Linked DNA regions of Sus scrofa: all the other regions are linked to region 1. Evidence: chromatin contacts called from public HiChIP or PLAC-seq data. All regions are on one chromosome and are shown on one strand. Each heading gives the region's core, a stretch centred on a gene start, on an enhancer-like site or on the middle of the called end of the contact. The rest is flanking DNA. Distances are from core to core; before and after follow the strand shown. Region 1 overlaps ADGRG6 (adhesion G-protein coupled receptor G6). Region 2 holds the start of VTA1 (vacuolar protein sorting-associated protein VTA1 homolog). Region 3 overlaps VTA1 (vacuolar protein sorting-associated protein VTA1 homolog).

What was found. HiChIP or PLAC-seq counts read pairs in DNA pulled down with a chosen protein or histone mark.
Region 2: an H3K27ac HiChIP or PLAC-seq map of alveolar macrophages shows a contact between it and region 1. The contact joins the promoter of VTA1 here to the enhancer-like site in region 1. A contact is called at or near these places in 4 of 5 promoter capture datasets (fetal liver, liver and skeletal muscle), 26 of 47 Hi-C or Micro-C datasets (alveolar macrophages, blood, brain and 15 more) and 2 of 2 datasets of contacts at active chromatin or transcription factors (alveolar macrophages and skeletal muscle).
Region 3: a contact with region 1 is called in an H3K27ac HiChIP or PLAC-seq map of alveolar macrophages. The contact joins two enhancer-like sites. A contact is called at or near these places in 2 of 47 Hi-C or Micro-C datasets (embryonic fibroblasts and liver) and 1 of 2 datasets of contacts at active chromatin or transcription factors (alveolar macrophages).

Annotation. Positions count from the first base shown.
Region 1 is chr1:22,723,155-22,726,710 of Sscrofa11.1, reverse strand. All of the region lies in intron 5 of ADGRG6 (adhesion G-protein coupled receptor G6), which reads left to right. Among named protein-coding and RNA genes, the nearest start is that of ADGRG6, 77 kb to the left of the region's middle. Within about 2 kb of position 1,645, at least 4 of the 83 cell types and tissues checked have an H3K27ac peak or open chromatin away from gene starts, as enhancers often do. A contact at or near this core is called in alveolar macrophages, where this site is marked.
Region 2 is chr1:22,921,848-22,925,403 of Sscrofa11.1, reverse strand. VTA1 (vacuolar protein sorting-associated protein VTA1 homolog) reads left to right here and starts at 1,543. Exons shown (of 8, transcript XM_021087275.1): 1 at 1,543-1,737. The coding sequence starts at 1,626.
Region 3 is chr1:22,888,690-22,892,245 of Sscrofa11.1, reverse strand. It overlaps VTA1 (vacuolar protein sorting-associated protein VTA1 homolog), which reads left to right. Exons shown (of 8, transcript XM_021087275.1): 5 at 474-582. Among named protein-coding and RNA genes, the nearest start is that of VTA1, 33 kb to the left of the region's middle. Within about 2 kb of position 1,850, at least 7 of the 83 cell types and tissues checked have an H3K27ac peak or open chromatin away from gene starts, as enhancers often do. A contact at or near this core is called in alveolar macrophages, where this site is marked.

The sequences.
Region 1 (3,556 bases), core at 396-2,895:
TTTTCATCTCTGAAATTTTGCACTTAATTACCAAGGCTTCATCTTGGATTTCTCCTCTTTCATTTTTGATTATTATTACAGTTCTGCCCCTCACAGCCATAAAACTCTGAGTCACTATTGGATCCTTTCTTTCATTCCTAACAAATGATTGAGTGTAACATTTTTAGATCACCGAATTTTTTTTGAGTATTGAAGATAAAATCACTTTATCTTTACAAAGAATTCTTCGAAGATGCCCATGCTCTTTGTGAACATAAATGACTTCCAAAATTAACTTTATTTTAAATGTATTTATGAAAAAAATTTAAATTCAATGTAGTAACAGCGGCAAAGAGGGAATTGAAAGGAATTAATTACTTTTGCCCCATTAATGCAACTCACAAGAGGATTTAGTGCTATCAACTTATTTGGATTGTCATGAAGTAGGATGTGACATGAATTTTGGCTACATGTCAGGATTTTTTTTTTTAGTATAACTTGGGTAAATATTGATTCTTTTCAGTAGCAAGATTTGAAAGAACCAAAGAAAGGAAAGATTAACAGATTTTACCAACTGCCCATTTCTAGCAATCATATTTTTTCAAGAAAATTTGACTTTAAGTGTTGCAGTTAATACTAAGTAAACACCTTTAAACTCCTTGTGGTATCCACGAAAATCAGTGAATATACATAGGCCACATTCTGAAAACAATTCCTTGGTGATAAATATATCATTAGCCAGGAGAAAGAATTGTGTCTTTTTTCTTAACAATCTCCTGGTTTGTAAATCTGTCCCTCTAGAAAAATTTATTGGGAGAAAGACTTTTCTATGAAGAAAAGCTGAAAACAGAACTGAGTACACATAAAAAGTTTGTGCACATTTTAAATATTTTATGTATTTGTGTAATTTGGCATATTTGTAATGTAAGACTTCACACTGATTGCTATTCTGGTCCTTTCTCATTAAATTTGTCGCTTGTATTCACATCATTTTCACTGAAACACACTTCAAATTTAATTTCTGTTGCTATACTGAATTATCATAAAATAGCATTTATAAAGTATTCATAAAGCAATGTCAATTTGCTAAACTCAAAGTACTCAGGAAGGAACAGTTGATAATAATTGAAATACTGAGAAGTGAATGTTAACAATTTTCCATGACAAGGATGTCTCATCATGAAGTTTAGACTCGCTACTATGCAATGAAACTAATGAAATATTAAAGAAAATTGTTAAATATCTTACTCTAAATCCTAACTCTTCGGATTTTCTTTCCTTATTTCCACCTCTCAGCTTTCTGATATACTGCAGTGGAAATGTAGTTAGCCTATAAACATCTTTCCCACAGTGCTGTCCCCTTATCTCCCTTCGTCTTCCAGAGATATTGTAGCAGTGCCAGAGTGGCCTTAGGAGCCTTTGTCTGCCAACATTGTGTGTAATTAGAGAAGCACAGGAACTCAGCCCCAGGGTCCCCTCTCTGGCATGTTATAGTGGCTGAGATTTCCTCAGTCATTTTGCGTTTTAAAGGCTTTTTAGTTTTCAGAAGTTCCTTACTGAAATAGAACTGCCTAAAGGAGAAGTGAGGTTGTGCAAGAAGAAGGCCCAAGTTAAGTGTGATGGGGAGGAATGATGGGCAGAAAACGTTCAGGATCAATTTCTGCCTCCTCAGGAGCTCTTTCTCCACAGGGCACTTGACTAGGTTTTCAATCTGTAACCCTCCCTCCCTATCTCTACTTCCTTTCGTAGCCAAGCTTCCTCTTTTGCATTCACTTTTAAACCCTGGAAATCTAGAGTTCATCATTCCCACGCTACTGAAGGGAGTTTCCATTGAGCTGTTACCAAAATTCCATTGCGAAGTGAAGGGTTCTCTCAGTCTTTATCATTCTGGACCTTTCTGTATACTTGATATGGCCACACCCCCTATGAAACTTTGTTCATTTGAATTCTGTAAGACCATCTTCTACGATAGCTGTTTTTGCCTTCTCAAACCTATAGCACTCTCTCTCTTTTTAAATCTGGTACTTAAATATGGGAATGTCTATGAGTCCATCAAATCTACATTCTGGCTCAGGTGATCCCAGATAACATCTATATCTTCTTCTTCTTTTTTTTTTTTTTTTTTGTCTTTTTGCCATTTCTTGGGCCACTCCCAAAGCACATGGAGGTTCCCAGGCTAGGGGTCGAATCGGAGCTGTAAACACCAGCCTACACCAGAGCCACAGCAACGCGGGATCTGAGCTGCATCTGCACCCTACACCACAGCGCACGTCAACGCTGGATCCTTAACCCACTGAGCAAGGGCAGGGATCGAATTCACAACCTCATGGTTCCTAGTCGGATTCATTAACCACTGAGCCACAACGGGAACTCCACATCTATATCTTCTGTGGAGTACTTCCTGGCTAAAGCTCTTACAAAAACATGTACACCTACCCATGTACCAGATGTCACAGGTGCCTCAGTTCTTCTTACTGGACTTAGTGGTTAGCCTACCCCACCTAAGACTGCTTTTCTTTGAGTATTCCCTATCTCCTTTTATGAAATCATTATGTACTAATTTCTCAGGTTGGAAACCAGAAAATTTTTTTTCTATTCATCCCTTTCTTTCTATTTTCTCTGTACCAATTAGTCACTAAATAAATCCTGTGTATTCCATCTTCACTTGTCTGGTAGCCATCACTTTCTGTCCTCCCTCACTGTACTCACGATATTAAGCCTGAATTACTAACATTATCCACGCTTCTTATGTATCCTCTTTTTAGTTAGCTTGGTGTCTCAAAAGTGATTGGTTTCAAATTTAAATCTAATTTCTCCTCAAGTTCCCTTTCATTTTATTCCCATTTCCTTTACAAAAGAGTTCAAAATGTTCACAGTAATTCATGATGCATTCAGTAGTGTATTTGGCAGAGTTTGAGGACCCACCTACTGTGTGTGGGCTACACCATTGGAAGAAAAACACAAGGCTTGGTGCTCATGGTGTTTACACCTTATAAGGTCCTCCACAGGCTGTCCATTACCTATATATCTGATCACTCTTACCAATTTTCTACAAATGCCCTACTCCAGTAATGCCGTGCCACTGTGGTTCCCAGATGGTTTCACTACCTTCTTGGTATATGTTTCAGTAATTCTCTTTGCGATTAATAACTCTCTCTGGTCTCTTCTGGATCAGTGTAGTGACCCCTCCACTTCTCAGTTCATCTTTGTAATGGATTTCCTGTTCGCCCTTGTCAACAAGCTTCTGGAAACATCCTCCTTTGAATCACTGGGCATCCATATCACTCAGAGAGCTGTGAAGCCATCTCTCATTCATGCCTCTCTGAGAGAAGACACATTGTCTTTTTTTTTTTTTTTTTTTTTTTAAGGGCCACACCTGTGGCATATGGAGGTTCCCAGGCTAGGGATCCAATCAGAGCTATAGCTGCCAGCCGACACCACAGCAACGCGGGATCCGAGCCACGTCTGCAACCTACACCACAGCTCATAGCAATGCCAGATACTTAACCCATTGAGCAAGGCCAGGAATTGAACCCACAACCTCAAGGTTCCTAGTCAGATTCATTTCCGCTGCGCC
Region 2 (3,556 bases), core at 294-2,793, 200 kb before region 1:
GGATAGTAGGAATAGAGAAGGAGAAAGAAATACTATTTTTGTCTGTTCGGTCTGCTACAACAAAATACCACGGACTGGGCAGCTTATGAACTATAGAAACCTGTTCCTCACAGCTCTGAAAGCTGGAAGGTGAAGATTTGGGTGCCAGCACAGTCAGGTTCTGGTGGGACCCTCCTCCACGCTGCAGACTGCTGATTTCTCCCTGTATCTGCAAATGGTGGAGGGACAGTCTAGCTTGTGGGGTCCCTTTTATATGGGCATTCATCTCATTCATGAAGGCTCTGTGTGCACGACCTAACCATATGCCAAGGGCCCCACCTTTGGCATTCAGTTTCAACACACAAATTTTGGGGAGACACAAATATTCAGTCCACAGTACACACGTTCTCAAGTGGTAATGAATGTGTTGCTGAAATTGGGGAGAATACAGAATTCAGTTCATTGCAAAAAAAAGAAAAAAGGCAGCCTCCTGATAAGATGATGTAGTCTGCAAACATGGATAGACAAAAGATGTGGACTGGAGGTTATACAGGACAAGGAGCAGGTTCTGCTGAGGTCACGGGTGGGATAGGATGGGTGGAGTGTGGATTAGAGAATAGGCAGATGGAAATTTCAGAGCTTGAGATCTTGTTTCTTTGAGATGGTGCAATTTCCATGAAAATTAGTTTTAAGATGAACTCTCAAAACTGGGGACTGAGATAAAATAAATAAAGATGAAGGGTATTGGAGGAGGTAAATAAAGAGTAAAGTCCTGAAAAATTATAGGATGGAGAGGAGAGAAAAATAATTGATGTCACTGATGGTAACAGTGATGGGAAAAGTTGATGCCTACCTACAAAGTACGAGTCGGCAGCATTGAACAAGAATTATTATTTGAACGCCTTATCTGTGCAATCACAAGATAATAACTGTCAAAAGACTTTGCAAATAGTTCATCACTCTCCAGAAACTACCGACCTACAAATTATTCATTCACTAGTGTTTGTGGTAACCAGCTCAGAAAAAAAAAGTTCAATTTTTTTTTAAGCTTAACGTGTTTAGTATTTAAGTTAAAAAAGCGGCTGGTTATTTTATCCAATGTGTCAACACAAAAAAGTGTAATTCAACATTTTAAACACATCATCTCTCATCTTACGCAAGAATTGCATTTAAAGTTTCTAAAATTGGAAAGGCTTCTAGGGACTCTATTAGTACAACCTGAGGAACTGGAAGAGAAAATTCCTGAATGATGCCAAAGGCAATTCACGCCTTTACCCTTTCTGCCAATTAACAATCATTATTTTCTTTTTGTTTTTCCCTTTCTATCTTCTGACACAAAAGGGGGGTCGAGGGTGGAAACAAAGAAAATAAAACAATCTCTTTTCCCTTCTGCCAGCAGCCAGCAGAGAGCGCTGGTGCCATAAGCAGCTTAACCGCGAAGCTGCTCAGCCTCCTCGGGGCACTAAACTGCTACGAGCCAGACAAGCGGAGGCTGTCCCTGTTGGGAACCCGTAATTGACCTGCTGTTGCTGAGCAACAGGGAAATGGGCGGGACTTGCTGTGCCCGTGCTTGCGCGCGCCCTCCGAAGACGGAAGCGGAAGTGTCGGCGGCGCGCGAGTAGGAAGTGGTGGTTCTTGGGGTGGAGATGGCCGCGCTTGCTCCGCTGCCCCCGCTGCCTCCGCAGTTTAAGAGCATTCAGCATCATCTGAGGACGGCTCAGGAGCATGACAAGCGGGACCCTGTGGTGGCATATTACTGTGAGTCTGTCCGTGTCGCCGCGGCCCTCATTACCCTCCCGGGCCCACAAAACTGCCTCTTGGTTCTTAAGTCAAGGCCCCGCCCCCCTGGCTTTAGACCTAGCTTTGACCTCTGACCCTCTGACCTTCTGTGGGAATCCCTAGGGCCCCGCCCTCCTCAGGGATCCCCACATTCTCTCTGGAACCCCGCAAGCCCCAGAAAGGCAAAACTTCAAAAGCACGGCGGTGGCCACCAGCTCTCCAGTCTTGTGCTTAAATATTTTTAAACTGATCACATAGGCTCATGAGCTCTTAAGGTTTTCTTTCTGTATGGACGTCCGAGAGCCTCCAGCCCCCACCAGGGTTTCCTGAAAATACCCTGAATATCCTGGAATTAATCTGAGTAGTTAAGTAATTGAGTTGGGGTTAAAACATAGGTAAGTGTCCTAAAGACAGTAGTGATGTGGACAAAAGGGAGATGAATTGATTGAGAACATAGTAATAAGTGCAGATTAATTGTGACAACATGCAAGTCCATTCACAAATTCATAATGAAGAGTAGCTGCTACAAAACAAGCACTTGGGTTAGACCATTCCTCCTTTTGCATCCAGACTACTCTTTCCCACTAATGAGGATCTTTGGTTTTAACTTCTTTGAATAATACCTGGGGCTGAGACGTTTGGTAGCAGTATTCTCACTTTGGTTGACTGTAATACACATAATCTACAGTTGATGAAACACACAGATTAAGTTTGTTCATACTTTTTCCTTTGCAGTGAAGATAGTAGGTCCAGTAAACTTTATTTTATATTACATAGTCTAACTTAATTGCATATAAAACAAGTGACCAAACAACTATAAAGTTTCTGAAAAGGACTTTTAGCTTTGAGAAGCTCAATATAATGTGTCCTCTGTTGTGGACATTATAAGATTAGCTAAAATACTGTCCACTGTTATCGTTGCCATACGCCAGGTGTCTCCCGCTTTGATTTCTCAAATATGCAAGGCCCTTTCAAACCTCTGCTCTCTTCCCTTTCTTGGGTTGTCTGCCTTTTTTCTCCACTTGGAGAACTCTTCATGATTCAGGTTCTTATGTATGTATGTATGTATGTATCTTTTGTCCTTTTTAGGGCCGTACCCACAGCATATGGAGGTTCCCAGGCCAGGGGTCTAATCGGAGCTGCAGCTGCGGGCCTACGCCACAGCCATGACAGCGCCAGATCTGAGCTACGTCTGAGACCTACACCACAGCTCATCGCAATGCCGGATCCTTAACCCACTGAATCACTGAGTGAGCCCAGGGATCGAACCCTCAACCTCATTGTTCTTAGTCTGATTCGTTTCCACTGCGCCAGGACGGGAACTCCAAGGTTCTAATTTAAATGTCACCTTTTCTGTAGACCGTAAGTTAATTACTCTTAAGGCTATACCTTATTTTGTTCAAATCTTAACAGCATTTTCCATTAGACTTGTTTTTCAGGTACCTCAAGCAGGGACCATTAGTCATTCATTCAGTTTGTATTTATTGAATTCTACCTATGCACTGTGGCTGTACAGTTCCTGTATTCATGGAACTTATCTACTATGAAGTGGGGAGATTAAGTAATAATATGAGTATATTATATAGAATATTAAAAAATTATAAGAAAAATAAAGCAGGGGAAAAAATAGGGAGTACCAAGAGTAGGGCGGTAGGAAGTGAGGAGGGGATTTCACTTTAAAAGTGGTCAGGAGGAGTTCCCATCAAGGCTCAGCAGTAAAAATAAAAATGGTCAGGAACTGGGTAAGTGAATACTCTAATGATGGGTGACAGATTCTTTTCTAGTCTTAAAACAAATT
Region 3 (3,556 bases), core at 601-3,100, 170 kb before region 1:
GTCTAGTATTCGTGTGTTTGCTTTAACCATTATAGCACCTTAGGTTTTTGTTTGTTTTCATAGATATGTACAGATCAGGTTTTTCCTTTTTAGTGAAAATAGTTCAATCTATTGTTGTTTTCTTTTATATTTAATTTTAGAATTCCATTTAGCCTTATTTCTCTCCTATGCATAAGAGTTGCAAGTTTTGTTGTAAAGACATTCCCATAGTTCCATTGCAGACTTTTTCTGAAACGCAGAACTGTAAAAGAGAACTAGTTATATGTTTTGAAGAATGGCTTTTCATAAAGTCTGTCAAGCCCCGGGCAATGGTAGAATCCAGAGATAAGGTGGGGAGATTGCTAGACTATTTCAGAGCTGTACCATGGAGAAATAGGTTTTATCTCAGAAATATGATATAAGTCATCATAGTGTATATTTTGATTTGCCTTCTTTACTGCAGTTTGATGTTGTTATAAAAATATTTCTTTTAGAATGTGAAACACAGAAAGTATGCAAGGTGGAAGGCAACATATATTCATAATTGTTTAAAGAATGGAGAGACTCCTCAAGCAGGTCCTGTGGGCATTGAAGAAGATAATGGTATGTATTTATCTAAGTGAAATGATTTAGTAAAATTATAATTGTTTAGTATATTATTATTCAGAGTTTTGGGAAGGACTGATACAATTTTGTTTCCCTCATCCGGTCCAAAGTCAGGTGTAAAAATGTAAACTTAGGGACAAGTGAAAAACTGCTCTAACACTTCTCTATGTCAACAAAATAGCTTGGCTGTCTCCTTCCTCTAATCAGATGTTACCCCTACATGGGACAGGCAGTCCTTCTATAATCTATAAAGTATTTCAGACCACAAATAACATTGAATTTATTTCTTATATACCTGAGATGGATTTTTTGAGGAGCGGGGCAGGCAATACATTCACACAGTTCAGAATTTATAGAGTATATAAAAAATAAGAAGTGAGTTTCTCATTTCCACGACCCCCTTCATCTTCCCAGATTTCACCAAAACCTAAACAAGTAAATAATGTTTTTAGCTTTTTGTATATCTTTACAGAGATTATTTTTTATAAATTACTAGTAAATAGGAATATATACCCCCACTTTTTCACAGTATTGGTAATATACACATTGTTCTGCATCTGGTTGGTTTGTTTATTCATTCACTAAGAGGACTATTTAGAATTTATAATGCCACTCAGTAAAAAAAAGCAAACAAACACTGCAGTTTTACATATAAATACTATGTGTAAACTATTTTGCAGCTCATCCCCTAGAAATGCAAACTTTTTTTTTTTTTTTTTTTTTGTCTTTTGTTGTTGTTGTTGTTGTTGTTGTTGCTATCTCTTGGGCCGCTTCCGCGGCATATGGAGGTTCCCAGGTTCGGGGTTGAATCGGAGCTGTAGCCACCGGCCTACGCCAGAGCCACAGCAACGCAGCATCTGAGCCGCGTCTGCAACCTACACCACAGCTCATGGCAACGCCGGATTGTTAACCCACTGAGCAAGGGCAGGGACCGAACCCGCGACCTCATGGTTCCTAGTCGGATTCGTTAACCACTGCGCCACGACGGGAACTCCTAGAAATGCAAACTTTGATGCAGCATTTCAAGTGAGTTTTTTGCTATTTATTCAGGAAGCACACTTTAAGATATGGCCTTGTTTAATCTTTTAGTAGCACATTTTCACACAAAATGCTTCTTAACAGTCATTTTAAATAATAAATACCTTGCATCATACAGTGCTTTAAGGCTAGCAATCATTTTCATATACTTCATACCCTCAGAAATCCCTAAGAGACAGTTGATATTATTCCTGTTTTACAAAAGAGGAAATTGAGCTTCCGCCTGGGTCTTGGCCTTGGCCAGCCTGTCATAGAACCACAAAGAACGAGGACCAGAAATTGAATTCTTACTCTGAGTCCTGTATTCTGTTTACTAACACTACAGAAGCATGATGTAATATTAAGTTGTTATTAAATGTTCAACATGGACTGTTCTAAGATATGGTTATTTTGGGGTTATTTATGTCATAATAGTGAAATTGGATTTTTGTAAGTATATTGCCTTAACTTTATTTCTTTCTTTTTCACTCAATATTTTGAAATGTTTTACATACTTCCCTCCATGGTTTAATGCTAACCACAGTCAGGAGTATTTTATGTCAGTCCTAGTGTTTACAAAACCATTAGTCACTTCCAGTTGCCCACAAAGAAAGATCTAAGATCCTTAGCCTACCAGGCAAGATTCTCCAAGATCTGGCACTGACCTACTTTACCAGCTTTATTTCCTATTCCTGTCTCCTTTTATCTTAGTCCGCTTGGGCTGCCATAGCAAAATATGGTAGACTAGCTGGCTTACAGAAAAGGCTCTTTATTTTCTCACAATTCTAGAGGTTGGAAAGTCCAAAACCAAGGTCCAGCAGAGTCTGTTTCTGATGAGGACCCAGTTCTTGGCTTTCAGAGAACCACCTCCTCTCTTTTTGCACATGGTAGAGTGTTGGGGGGCAGGGCAGGAGAGATCTCTTCCGCTTCTTATAAGGTCACTGTCCTTTCGGATTGGGGCTTCACTCTTATGACCTCATTTAACCTTTAGTTATCTCTAAAGACCTGTCTCCAAATACAGTCACACTGAGGGGTTAGGGCACCATCTTAAGAATTTTGAGGGACAGTTCAGTTCATAACACCTATATAAACCCTTTATTATATCCATAGATGTTAGCAGCCAGAAAGTATCTCTGTCTCTTTATTTAGTTAAAGCCATTTCTCCCTCCTAAAATGTTATCTTTCTTTACCTATCTGAATCTTGTAATAATCTGTAATAATCTTCCTTCATCTAAATTTCTGCAGAGCTATTTTATGTTTGTATGTATAAATTCTTATAAAATATATGTTTAATGAAGTATCTTCATAATATATGGTAAAAATAATTTATAGAGTACTTGCTAGATTTTAGGCCCTGTGTTCAATATTTTATGTATAATCTCTAATTTAGTCCTCATAATTTATGATGGTAGCTGGGGATCCCTATCCAAGCTCTAATAACTAGTTAATGGAACCTAGGATTTGATCCAAATCTGTCTAATTCTAAAGTTCTTGGACTTCCCCTGTGGCCTATAACATAACTACTCGGCATTGCTTCTACAGTGGCTGTGACATGACCCCTGGCTGGGGAACTTCCATATGCTGCAGGTGTAGCCAGAAGTAAAAAAAAAAAAGAAAAAAAAAATAATACCGTCTATGTTCTTATTCTGCGTTTAAGTAGATGTGTTATTTTCCTCAACCAGATAACAAGACTTAATCTGTATATGTCTTCCCCATTGAGCCTCACAAGAAAATGTCCCAATCAACCAAGTCAACGTAACTGTTCATTTAGTTCCCCTTGAGGACATAGTACCAACATTATGAGAAGCACTTCTATACTTCTATAGACATGGTATAGAGCCCCAAATTTGTAGTGACCTCCTGTCTCCCAAGGTATAACCTGTGCTTGCATTTTTAAAGTCTTACATATTTTTAATTCATTTTTTTAAGAAACTTTTTTCTTTTTAATGTCATT